2 separate regions of the Mus musculus genome follow, and region 2 is linked to region 1. The links are chromatin contacts, called in public HiChIP or PLAC-seq maps. All regions are on one chromosome and are shown on one strand. The core of a region is the stretch at or near the end of the contact, and the rest is flanking DNA. Distances in the headings are between cores, read along the strand shown. Region 1 holds the start of 1700001D01Rik (RIKEN cDNA 1700001D01 gene). Region 2 holds the start of 5730405A17Rik (a long non-coding RNA gene).

What was found. HiChIP or PLAC-seq counts read pairs in DNA pulled down with a chosen protein or histone mark.
Region 2: a contact with region 1 is called in an H3K27ac HiChIP or PLAC-seq map of regulatory T cells, with 2.0 times the contacts expected there. The contact joins the promoter of 5730405A17Rik here to the promoter of 1700001D01Rik in region 1. A contact is called at or near these places in 4 of 115 datasets of contacts at active chromatin or transcription factors (CD8 T cells, double positive thymocytes, embryonic stem cells and 1 more).

Annotation. Positions count from the first base shown.
Region 1 is chr8:61,285,087-61,291,114 of GRCm38.p6, forward strand. 1700001D01Rik (RIKEN cDNA 1700001D01 gene) reads right to left here and starts at 3,786. Exons shown (of 5, transcript NR_045475.1): 1 at 3,658-3,786. All of the region lies in intron 2 of Sh3rf1 (SH3 domain containing ring finger 1), which reads left to right.
Region 2 is chr8:61,425,872-61,432,574 of GRCm38.p6, forward strand. 5730405A17Rik (a long non-coding RNA gene) reads right to left here and starts at 2,257. Exons shown (of 4, transcript XR_001778559.2): 1 at 1,857-2,257. It also overlaps a transcript of Sh3rf1 not described here.

The DNA of each region.
Region 1 (6,028 bases), core at 2,536-5,035:
CAAAAATGTGAGTTGGGTGTGGTAGCATATGCCTTGTAATCTGAGCTAGCCAGGAAGCTGAGGCAGGAAGATTGTGAGTTTAACCAGTCTTTCCAACAAAACAAAGCAAAAACTGAGTATAGTTGTCTTATAGTGTTGACAGCGAGGGAATGAGCATATGTGAGAGGCCTGGAATAGCTGGAACGTGAATGGTCCTGACAGGCCGTAGCTTCTTTTTCAGAGATCATTCTGCCAAGACAATGTCAGGTGTCAATTAGATGGGTTAGCTTCTCTCTCTTGGCAGGCTGTGTGTTTTGTGTGTGCTTGTTCTGGTTAAGAAGTTCTTTATTGTTGTTGTTGTTTTTGAGACAGGGACTTACTATATATCCCTGAGTGGTCAGGAGCTAACTCATTATATAGACCAGGCTGGCCTCGAACTTGCAGCAGTTCTCCTGCTTCTGCGTCCTGAGTGCTGGGATTACAGGCGTGAGTCACCATGTTGGACTAGGTTAGGCAATTGTTTAAATGCTTTTAGAATTGCTTCCCCTCCCCCCCCCCCCCCTTGAATCAAAAACCATTTTCATTCTACACTGATCTGGTGCGTTGGTAACTTCTGAGAAAGGGGAAGACAGGATTAGTCCAGTGGGTACATCAGCCCCTCTCAGACTTCTTGTGAGAAGATACACTGGAGGACTTTCCCGGACAGGTGAGTGTTTGTCAACACTTGGACGAGATGGGATGTCTTAAAACTCACCCCAGAAGGATGCTGCTTTGCTTTCCTCCTTAGGGCTTTTCCTTTGACATGCCTGGAAATTCGCCTGCGTTTCTCAGTGATTTGATCTTATTTTCCCTAACTCAATTATTAAGAGAGAAGAGATAGTGGCTTCAGAGCATTCCCCAGGCTGATTACCGTCTTAGCAATGGGATTACAAACCCATAAACTAGTTTCCTTGATAGACATCTCACAAGCCATTTCTGTTTCTCCGGAGATGCACATGTGGTGTTAATTTTTGACCCGATTCGTAGGACCTCTGATACCCTGACACACAAAGAACAGTCACAGGAAAGCTAGACTTACTGGCATTAACTTTTTTATTGCTCTTGCCAAAGGAATACTGTGTACTGGATCTGACTCCGGTTTCAAAACAAATGTCAAAAATTTAAAACACTGGACTTAGTGGAACGTAAATAGTGCATTTAATGAAGCAGTTTCCCGGGGGCTCCCTCATTACCCTGTCCCATCAGGTAACTCCATTGCTGGTAATGTCCCACGTTAGTGTAGGATTCCTCCCCTGCCATAGCTCTCTGATTGACGTGGAGGGGAGGTGATTGACCTGGAGGGAGACACTTCACTCCCTTGGAAAGTTTTTTCAGCCAGCGGGTCAACTTCTTAATTCTAAAGAAAATGGTTTAAATGAGAGAAAGGAGAAGTAATGAGCCCATCTTATCGTGAGCCCTACCCCAGCTGCCGTAGGAAGTCGAGCTCTCTGACACCGAGGAGGCATCTACTGTTAACTGTCAGAATGTGATGTTCTTCATTCTCCACTCTTAGTGCATGAAATGCAGATCTTAGCTTGCTCTGGGTTGTTGGAGGAAAGAGATACTGTGTTATTTGGTCATAAAAGTATGCTGTTTTGATTGGGGCGGGGGGGGGGTGTGCGTGATAAAACCTTGGCAGAAAATGTGATTTAATGAAATACATGTTGGAAGTTTTGTTGATGTAGTTTGATTAAAAGAAGATGTGCACCTCAAAATTTAAGCGAAATGGTAATTAAAAAAAGAACCCTGCAGCATTTAAGACCCTTGAGCCGATGTTAAGGGGACGGAGGGGAACCACGCGGGGAATATAGTGTTACCGTTGGAGAAGCTAATTCTTTCCTGAAGAGCATGCTCTATGTGGGGTTGGTTTGTTTTGCTTTCCTGTCTCATTTGATCATCCACCGTGAAGTTTTACTTCTCCTCTGAGTTCCCTTTTCCTCAGAGCCTGTCAGGGTGAAGTAAGTTAGAGCGAGGGGACTGGAAGGTATTTTCTGAATGTCTCCCGTGTGCCAGGAGTATGCTGGCCACTCTCTGCACAACAGAGCTGTGGCCTCAAAAGTATTAATTTCCTACTTGGCAAAAGGCCACCACTCACGGTCATAGACCTCAGTCAGTGCAACCAGATCCTAAACCCTACCTGTTGAGCACCAGGGCTGTATTCTGTTTTCCGTGGGGTGTCCCTCGGTGTGTGATTTCATAGAGTCATGGAACTCTACTGGGAAGAGGGGAAGAGCCTGCCGGAGAGTGAATCTCTTCACTAGCGCTAAGAAACTCTGGAGGGTTGGAGATGTAGCTCCATTGGCAGAGTGCTTTTCTAGCCTATGTGACACACAGGGAAATGGTGGCAGAGACCTGCAATCCCAGGGATGGAGGCAGGAGGATCAGAAATTCTAGACTATACTTGGGTTTGAGGCTAGCTCAGATTCTGAGATCCTGCTTCCAAGAGGGGTGGGGGCGGGACCGGGACCAGTCATTCATTCAGGAAATCTTTTCTGTCTTTCTTCTCAAGAGCCATCTCCCTAAAGAGTTCAAGGGAATGAGCATTGCCATCTAACTATAGTCTGTTTCATTTCCCTTTTATTTATGTTGTCTTTTTGCTTGGAAAGTGTACACCTGTCCATGTTTCAGGTTCCTTTCATTGAGGGCACCATTAGCATTTCTAACGGGAAGTTCACCAAACTTTACCTGAGGTGCAGAGTTTAAATCTTCCGATGGTAACACAGCTAAGTGATTCAAAAGGGCTAGGCTTCCCTTTTGCTGGAAACTGTTTCATGCTGTTGGTAGACGAAATTATTATTGTGGTTGTTTTTGTAGAAACAGACAGTTACCCAGGCATGGAATTATCGGATACTCTGGTTTCTGAAGGTGGATATTTACTTCCATTGTACTTTCAGAGGCTCAGACAATTGTGACTATGCTTTAAACCCAAATAATAATTATAAACAGGCTGGAAACTGAAGACTTTGATTCATTTTAATTTATTCTTTAGAAGGAGCTACAGATGAGACGGTACACTGAAATAGGACTGCCCGGCCTGGGCTTGAGTTCTCCTCCACACAGAGACCTACTGTTTAAGGCTGCTAAATGTGTACTCTATTTGCCTGGGTGTGTGGGCACAAGAGAAATAGAGAGGGCAAGAATCGAGGTTGATCTTGTGCCAGAAACCAGATCTCTGCTGAGGTTAGTAAGCACTGAACTGAAGCATCGGGTAAAGAAACGGTTCTTGTTAGGGTCCAGACACGAGTGCTAGTCCTGTCTCAGCATGAAGGACACTGTTTTGCACGAAGTAGCCCCCAACCCCCAGGCTTTGCAGAGTGAAGACAGAGATACCATCCATCCCGGCTCTTTGTTTGGGGAGTCAGAGAAGTCCTGGTGGACCCTCACTGTGTTTGCTTTGAGTTGGCGTTGGTCCCGTGCCAGGCTATGTATGCATCTGATATGCATCGTCTCATTGAATTCTCCCAGTGACCTTATGAGATGCCTTTTCATTTTTGAGACGGGCAAACCAGACCTGGAGAACATTGGCTACTATGTAACTCACAGCCAGTGGAGCCGGGCCCTGAACCCAAATTGATCTTAACCATTAGTGGCATTTGCAGTTTTGACCAGGATCCTGGCCACTCGGTTTTCCCCACTTGCCTGCAGTGATGGATGGAGAGCGTTGAACTTGAGACCTCGTCCTGAGCACTCGGAACAGTAAGCTTTGGTGCACTTTGGAAAGAATAAAATCAACAAACTGGCTCAGCTGGGAGATGGGAGCTGTGGGAGAAGGCAGCAGTGTTTTCTCTCTGACATCACAGGAAGTTACCATGGAAATGATTATGGTATTATGAATACAAAATTATAACTTTGAGCAGGAAATAAGCTGCCCGAGGAAGCAGAACACCGAGGAACAGCAACATCGTTGTCATGAAAATGTCTTTTAGGTTTTAGATGAACAAATTTAGCAACATGAGGTCTGAATGCCTGGTCTCTTTCAACATTCCCGAAACATCAGTGTTAAATTATTCTTTTAACTCTCTTGGTTTTGTTCCTACTTTCAGGACTTGTTGAAAGTAAAACAACTCCCATGTGTGCATGTGTGTTTGTAGTTTAGCAAATATTGTTTTTTAAAGATCCTCCTTGCCTCAGCCCCCGTTAAATCCCTCCTTCAAAATGTTCCCAGTGGAGATAAACTGTTTCCTGGCCTTTCCATCAACAGATTCACTTCAGAAGGAGTTAGGGCTGGCATTTGTTAATTGCCAAGGCCAACTGTAGCAATTGGAGGGGAAGGGTAGATAATAAAAACCCAAATATAACAAGAACGTCAGTTCCCAATTTCATGATCCCCATTACTCTTTATGAAATGTAATGCTTTCCAAAAATGTTTGTTTAGAAAATGCTGATCATATTTTAAAGCTTTCCACAGGAAAGATGTTTCAGGCTGCCAGCCATCAGAAGTGGCAACGTGCTAGATTAGAGTCCACCATTTTCTTATGTTTGGAAGTGTGATGCTTTTATTTGTTTGTTTGTCTGCCTGGTTCTTTCTTGCACACGCTGAAGACAGCTGTGCTGCTCTCTTAATGGTGGGATTTTACCTTGAAAGGACCAAGTGTTCCACACAGGGACTTCATAGCTGTTCTGGTCCACTGTGCTCTAGAGCCAGGGTTGTCAACCTTCCTGATGCTGTGACCCTGTAATACAGTTCATCGTGCTGTGACGACCCCACCCCACACACCATAAAATTGTTTTGTTACTGCTTCATAACTGTAACTTTCCTACCGTTATGGATTATGAAGTAAATATTCTTAGACTATTCTGAGATCTACTGTATCTTCTCAGTCTATGAATAGGAAGAAAAAGGAAAAAGAGCATTAGCATTAGAATTTTAAAACAGCGAGTGGGTGCGGGGAGGGTAGCTCAGTGGTAGGGTTTTTGCCTGGTCTCCAGCACTGCTAGAAAAATAAATAAGAAACAATAACATAAGTCGGTAAAAGGAGCACAGATATGTCATTGAACTGGTCACAGATGAGCAGTGCATCCCATGTTGGTCATACTTAAGATCCATGAATGGTAATGTAGGTTATATTTGAAACATACAATATGCTTCTACATCTGGGAAGCTACCGTTCAATTTCAGATCATCACCGATATCTGACATCACCGTCCTCTTTCTCCCATCCTTTGCCAGCTTGTGTTTATCATTTATTTGTCCCGTAAAAAGTTTATAGTCCGTTGTATAAGTGTGAAAAGTGTTTAAAAACAGTAACGCTAGCTGTTCCTATTTTTACAAAGTCCATTGTTATGTTTCCAATTTATCTGTGTTGCAGTGAGCATGGTTCCTGCCTACTGATGCATACATTTCTCTAACAACCTTTACTTTCATTTGTGGATTGTTTGGAAATGATTTACAGTTTCCCAACATATGGGAACCTAAAACGTCTTTTTGTATTATTGTTTTTTTTTTTAATTGCTTTGTGATTAAAGGACTTGGTCTATATATTATCTATTTTTGGAAACCCATTGAGAATTTTGTGGCTTACTGTATATTACGTTTAGAAAGTACATGCATGAAAATTATATTAAAGTTATATATGGCACAAGCCTGTAATCCTGGAACTCAGAAGGCTGAGGCAGGAGGATTGCTGCAAGTTCATGGCTAGCCTGGGGAATCTAGTGGGTTCCTGGCCATCCTGGGCTACAGTGTGAAACTTTGTCTCCAAAAAACAAAACAGAAAGCAAGAAGTAAAGAGAGAGGACATCTGATGCACTTCACATCCTCCCCTCAAGCATGGCTTAGAACCTCCGACTACTGATGGGTTTATTTCTTCCCTCGGTGTTTTTAATTAAACTTTGCTATGTACATAGAAAGCTGACGTTTTTGGTTTCTCTGTGTAGCTCAGGCTAAGGTGGAACTCACTATTAGACAAGGCTGGCTTGGAGAAGAGATTCTCCTGCTTTAGGCCCCTAAGTGCTGGGACCACAGGTACATGCTGCCACACCTGGCCTCCTAGAACTATGCATAACAGAA
Region 2 (6,703 bases), core at 1,007-3,506, 140 kb after region 1:
GTAAGTACCACTGACTGAGGGTCAGGGTCTTACAACCTTAATGGGTACCTAATGTAAGCCGGATTGTAAGATACAGTCTATGGTACAACAGAGAGCAAAGCAGAAGTTATGCTTGTTTATGCAGACCATGCGACCTAGCAGAGAAAACAAGAGTAAGCAGACAATTGACATGCCAGGCTGCACCAGAAGTACTAAACAACTGAGACCAGAAGTATTAAGACAACTGAGACAAATGTCGCAGGCTTGGAGGTATTCCACACAAACTTCACAGGGAAACAGATGCCCAAGGCATGAGTTAGTCTTCCTGACAGTTAGCTGGGTAAAGAACTTGACAGCAGATAGAGCTGCACTTCTCACACTCCGCCCACTCCTTTGCACCCACACAAATACCTTCGTGACTACACAGGTGCACTTCTGTGATAGCACAGACTCAAAGTCACACTGATCTAAATTCCAACCACAACCCTGCCACATGCTACCCATATCAATGACTATAAAAGATAGTCAGTCTTGCCGGGAGTCAGTTTCCATACTTGCAAAGACACTAGCTCTATTATCACAGAATCCGCTCACTCAATAAACATTTATAAAGTGTAAAATGCTCTTCGTGGTGACGAGAAAAACCATGAGGAAAAGGCTGGAAACCCGAATATGATATTAACAGTTTAATGGTGGGGGTAAGAGAACAAATATATACACTGTAGAACAAAGTTGATGGTGGTTCATCCTCTGGAAAAAGTGAATCAATCAGACAAGGAATATAGAGTGCAACGCAAAGAGTTTCCATTTACTCATTTGTTTCTTTATCCTTTAAGGTATTTGCTTGTTTAAATAAATGGTATTGAAAGTGTTCCATCCACAGATCCTGTTCCAGGGCCCGGGGATATCGCAGAGAATACCTAGAGAAACCCTTGTCCTTACTGAGCATGCACTCTGATAGAAGAGGATCAGAAACAAGAGGGAAGGAAAGGAGGGCTGTTGAAAAGTAGAGAAGCTGGCGTTGATCAGGGAGATGGGGGTGGGGGTGGGGGAGGAAATGAGTGGGTGTGGTCGAGTAGAAAAGCCAGAGTTGCCTAAAGAGGTGGGGGAGGGCTGGAGAGATGGTTTAGCAGTTAAGAGCACTGACTGCTCTTCCAAAGGTCCTGAGTTCAATTCCCAACAACCACATGGTGGCTCACAACCATCTGTAATGGAATCCGATGCCCTCTTCTGGTGTGACTGAAGACAGCTACAGTGTACTCATATAAATAAAAAAATAAATTAATTTTTAAAATTAAAAAAACAAAAAAGGAGGTGGGGGAAAGGTCGCCCATTTGGAAAAGTGCCCGCCATGCAAACCCGAAGACCTGAGCTCAGATTCCAAGAACCCATGCAAAAAAACAGGCACAGAGGTTCACATCTGCAACCTCAGCCTGTGGGCGGGGCTTCAAGACAGGTCAGAAGTATTTTGTGATGGTCACTCTTGACAATTACCTTGCTGGGATTTAGGGTCTCCAAGGAAATGCATCTCTCAGTATCTGTGATGAAACATCACAGATGGACATATGGATGATGTCTGACTAAGGAGGAAAGACTCACCGTGAGTCTGCTGAAGACTGTCCCGTGGACTAACTGGAGGAGTGCATGGAATAGAAGAGGAGGAGAGCAAGCTGAGCACCAGCGTTCACTTCTCTCGCCCTCTGGACTGCGGATGCGGTATAACCAACTCTCACCCTTGCACCACAATACCTTTCCTTCCCATGGTGAACCCTATCATTTCTTTATCCATTTTAAATTGTTAGCCAGAATAAACACTTCTTCATTTGCACTGCTTCTTGTCAGGTCACAACAATGAGAAAACTAATATATATACTTACAGAGACTGAGGAAGGAAAACTTGAAAGGAATAAACGAGAGGATGTTTGAGAAAGCTCCTGGCACAGTCCAGGGCCAAGGAAGCTCAGGTCAGCTCCATGATGGTTACAATCTCCTACATTCCAGCAGCAGCAGGGGTGGCGGAGTTGGGGGAAGGGAGATGAAGGTTGTGACACCCTCCCTCTGGAGGGAGGCTGAACCTTGTTCACTGCCGTTGCTGAACTGTTTGCTTGAATGCATGAGAGAAAGAGAGACGCTATAATCAGTCACAGAAACTGCTCCAACCAAACAGCTTCTCTTTCTTCTTCTCTTCCAAGGAACAGATCCTGGCCAAGAAACCCTTGCAATTGGTGGAGTGTTGTATGCTTCACCCTCTGGCCAACTGTTAACACACTGTGGCTCTGCTCCAAGTGTGGCGCACCTGCCGCAGAATCTGCAAGGACACTGGCAGAATAGAGATATCTGGACTCTTTCCCAGCCCCTCTCATTCTGAATTTCTAGTAGGGGAGAGACTGGGATCATTCTGTAACAGACTCGTTCACCTGAGTTTTTAGATTTAGGCACTACTGACACTAAAGAAGATGCCCTCTAATTGACGTTTTCCCTAAGAGTCAGATAATTCCTGGCCATGATTTGGTGAATTACAACCACTCTGAAATTTTATGATAATGTGTGCTCATCACCTCATCAAAGTGCTCCAGTTGACTTAGACCCCAGCTGGTTCAGATCGCCACACGCATTGTCAGGTGAGTGTTTCAGCCAAAGGCCTTCTGCCAAATACCACTCACTTGAACTTGTTTGCAGCTTTAAGCAGTCTGAGGGAACACATTCATGCTGGTCCCCTTCTTACTCTATGGGCTTCCAAACAATGAGTACAATTCCATCCAACATTCTCAAGAAGTAGGGCAGCACACATGTTCAGGATACTGATGCAAGGAACTCTGTTTCTTTGCACAGTTTCAAGTAGGACTAAACTCCACATGCTGCCTTTTGGCAATATTCTTTTCAAGCCTTTACAGCCTGTGTTCCCATGCTACTAAAATGCCAGCTCCGTGGGGGCAGTGTTAGTGTCTTCCACCATTTTCTCCCCAGAGCCTAGAAGAGGGTCAAACACACAGTAGTCATTCTTGATAAATGGATAAATGGATAAATCCATTCCACTTCCTGAAACAAAGAGCCAAATTTGCACGCATCTCCATCTGTGGAGCATCACTGTTTCCTGTAGTTTACTTCTGCATTCTTCGGCCCACCAGTTAACTACCCCCTATATAAATCTGTGCAGTCTTCACTTTACATATAACTTTCTGGTGACCCCATAAAAAATTGGCAGAAATTCTCGGAAAGGATGATATTGTAATTGGTCTTGTGGGGGAATCCATGGAGGGATAAATTTCACATTATTCATGTTTCCAGATGGGCCTTAGTCCCCAGGGCAGTCATTCCAGAACTTTTTCTCAGCATTAACTTTACTCCAAGAAATATAAATACTGATTTAGGGCTTGATGGCCCCCACAAAGGGCTCCCCTGTCTTAGTGCAGGGTGGGAAAGAGGGTGGAAAAAAACGCAGCTGGGAAGTAGGGTGGTAGCCTGGGGTCCACAGAGAGGGCCCTGTGTGTGAGCAAGAGATTGGTCTGCAGGGTTTCTCTAGAGGATGAGACCCAAGGGTGGGAGGTGGTGGAAGGGGCAGAGAACTAGCTAGATGTAGACTTGTCTGTCCCATTGGCAGGCTGTAGAGCAAGTATCATGAGTATTGTATGGATGAACCACCTGTCAATCACAAAACCTATGGCTTAGGCAGGAAATGGGAGGTAGACCATCCAGGAAGAGATAGAATTCTGGGGTAAAACCAGGAGGGAGCTTGGCCAGAAAGATGTGATGAGACGGTTGTGTGGTACTTGAGCACAGGTAACCAGCCACGTGGCAGAATGTAGGCTAGAATAAATGGGTTATTTTAAGCTATATCTAGTCAGAGAAGAGCTTTGTTATATGGCCAAGATATTTGTAAATATATTTTGAGTGCAAGTCTTATTTCTGGGAGCAGGGGAATGGGAGGTAGACCCAAGTATAACTTCAAGAGCAGGCAGTTCTGGGAGCTGTGAGCAGCATGAAGCCTTGGATGCTGGCATGCTAAGGCTGGACTAGGTGGCCTTCCCCTCCTGCCCCTTCCCACTAAACAGTATCTAAACCCCGAGGCTAGCGTCTAAGGCTATACTGCTAACCCCGATGATCAATGACGGTGACAGATGTCATAAATTGATCTCCACTTCTGGGTGGTTAGAGTGCCATGCTGCTAAAGATAAATTGTAGTATCTGGAAATGCTCATTAGACTAATTTTTAAATTTTTCATATGTGTATGCACATGTGTGTGTGTGTGTGTGTGTGTGTGCGCGCGTGTGTGCGCGAGCACCTGCTACACCTATATCACAGTGGATGTGGAAGTGTTGGGTGCACTGTGTGAAGGTTGTCTTTGTATAATTCAATTGTTAATTTTGTACAGGCAGAGAGTAGAGTACTGGCTGGATTTTGGTACTGTTATTCTTATGGTTCCTCACCTGCCTCAGTATTTTATAAACATACTTCCTCACTCGCTGACTGATTTTAATAAAGAGCTGATGGCCATTAACTGGACAGGAAAGGGAAACTGGACTTCTGGTCTGAGAAGGTCTCTTGAAGTAGAATCAGGGAGGACGACAGAGGACAGAGGTGAAGGTGAAAGAAAAGCAGAGCAATAGCACATGGCCTGGAGAAACCGCAAGTTCTAAGGGGTCTCATAGATGGGGAAGATGGTAGTGTAGTGGTAGATCTGCCCAATCTAGGCGCACAGCATGTATTCATATTAATGGAGTTGTGGGCATATTTGGTTTGGAGATTTATTGCAACACTCAACTATTAGTTTCAGGGGCCAGATACCTTCTTTTGCCCTCCATGGACACCTGCACACAAGTGGCACTCACTCACACAGACACATGCACATAAATAAAAATAAATTTTAAAAAGTACTTTAAGCTGGGCACTGGTGGCATACACATTTAATCCCAGCACTTGGGAGGCAGAGGCAGACAGATTTCTGAGTTGGAGACCAGCCTGGTCTACAGAGTGAGTTCCAGGACATCCAGGGCTACACAGAGAGACCCTGTCTTGAAAAACGAACAAACAAAAAATGTATTTTAAAAGTTATTTTTAGCCAGGCAGTTGTGGTGCACATCTTTAATCTCAGCTCTCAGGATGCAGAGACAGGCAGATCACTAAGTTTGGGGCTAGCCTTGTCTACAGAATGAGTTTCAGAACAGCCAGGGATACACAGAGAAACCCTGTCTCAAAAACAAAATGTAACAAAAACAGAACATTAATTAATTAATTAATTTTAAATTATTTTGAAAAAAAAAAGTAGAATCAGGCGCAAAGTTTCTCCAGTGGGACACAAAGAAGGTTGGGAGAGGTAACAGGCCACATGATGGGAGATGGACTAGTGAAAGACCCACAATGTGAGGACTCCCCCACGTTATGATTCAGGAGAGATGACACCCCAAATCACTCATGAGAAACGGTCTTGATGCTAACTGCAAGAGGTTTATTTGGGAAAGACCAGTGCACTGGGGACGACTCTTATCCAATGCAGGGGTAGAGGAGTCAACGACAAGCACAAGGGGTAAGGGGTTTATAAAGGTAAAACCCGCAAACACCTGGCATTGGGTTACAGCATTTGGCAAGCTAGCAAGTTTGCATAATGGGTTTAAGGAACGGTTCCTGGAACAATAGGGCAAGTTCTACTCCCTGCCATTAGTGAGGTCTATTTTGGACACAGATCTAGGGGCTTAAATAATTTTTCACTCTCTCAGGATCTTTCATTCCCCACTCTTTCTAATAGATAATTCTTATCTTAGAACTAGACACTATTTTCTAACACACATGGGCCTATAACTAAAAGCAGAAGCAAAATCAAAAGGGGTCCCATAAGGGTAGCTCAAGGTTTTCTGCATGGTGGCATAGACTGAATCTCTAACTTGGAAGCAAAGTGGGGCTTGCAGGTCTCCTTCTCTTGAGTAGGTCTCCTGGAGCTGCTTCCATGCTCACTGTCTCACCCACTCAAGCACCTTGAGCCCAAAAAACAAAGGCTGGGAAAGCAGCATGTCAGCACTATGTACAAAGGCTATTTATTTTTACCAGTGGAGGGGGCCCCCCATAAAGTAATTCATAGGGGATCAGTCCAAACTGTCCAGGCATGTTTCTAACCCTGAAGAGCACAAAGGGTAGGAGAGCTATCCAATCAATAGCACCAGTTTCCGCTGTCAATTTGATAAGGGTCTCTTTAATGGTTTTATTCACCCTCTCTACCTGTCCTGAGCTTTGGAGCCTGTCCCTGACTTACCTGGGCAACAAAGGCAGGTCCATTATCAGACCCAATTACCTTGGGTATCCAAAACCTCGGGAAGATTTCTTCTTGGCCACCACATTGGCCGTCTCAGTCCTGGTAGGAAAGTTTCTACCCAGCTTGAAAAGCTGTCTATAAACACTAATAAGTACTTGTTACCATACTTGACTGGCTTCACCTCCTAGTGAGTGCCTGAGTGGATTCCCCTCAGTCTTCTCCCAGGAGGCATTCTGGAAGAATTAGCATTAACCAGCTGGCAAGGCACACAATGTTTGACCAGTCTCTGCAGATGTCAACAGCCCTCTTTGTATATTGCTCCGTGCAGTGGCAAAAGCATACCTGCTGTCAGTGTAAATGTGCCATTTGTAGAGCTTGTATCAAAGCCACAAGTTTGGCTTTCTGGGCCAACGTCCCTTCAGGGAGGCTGCTGGCCCAGATCACTTGCTTTCTGTCCACCACTGCTGCCCCTGCCTTCC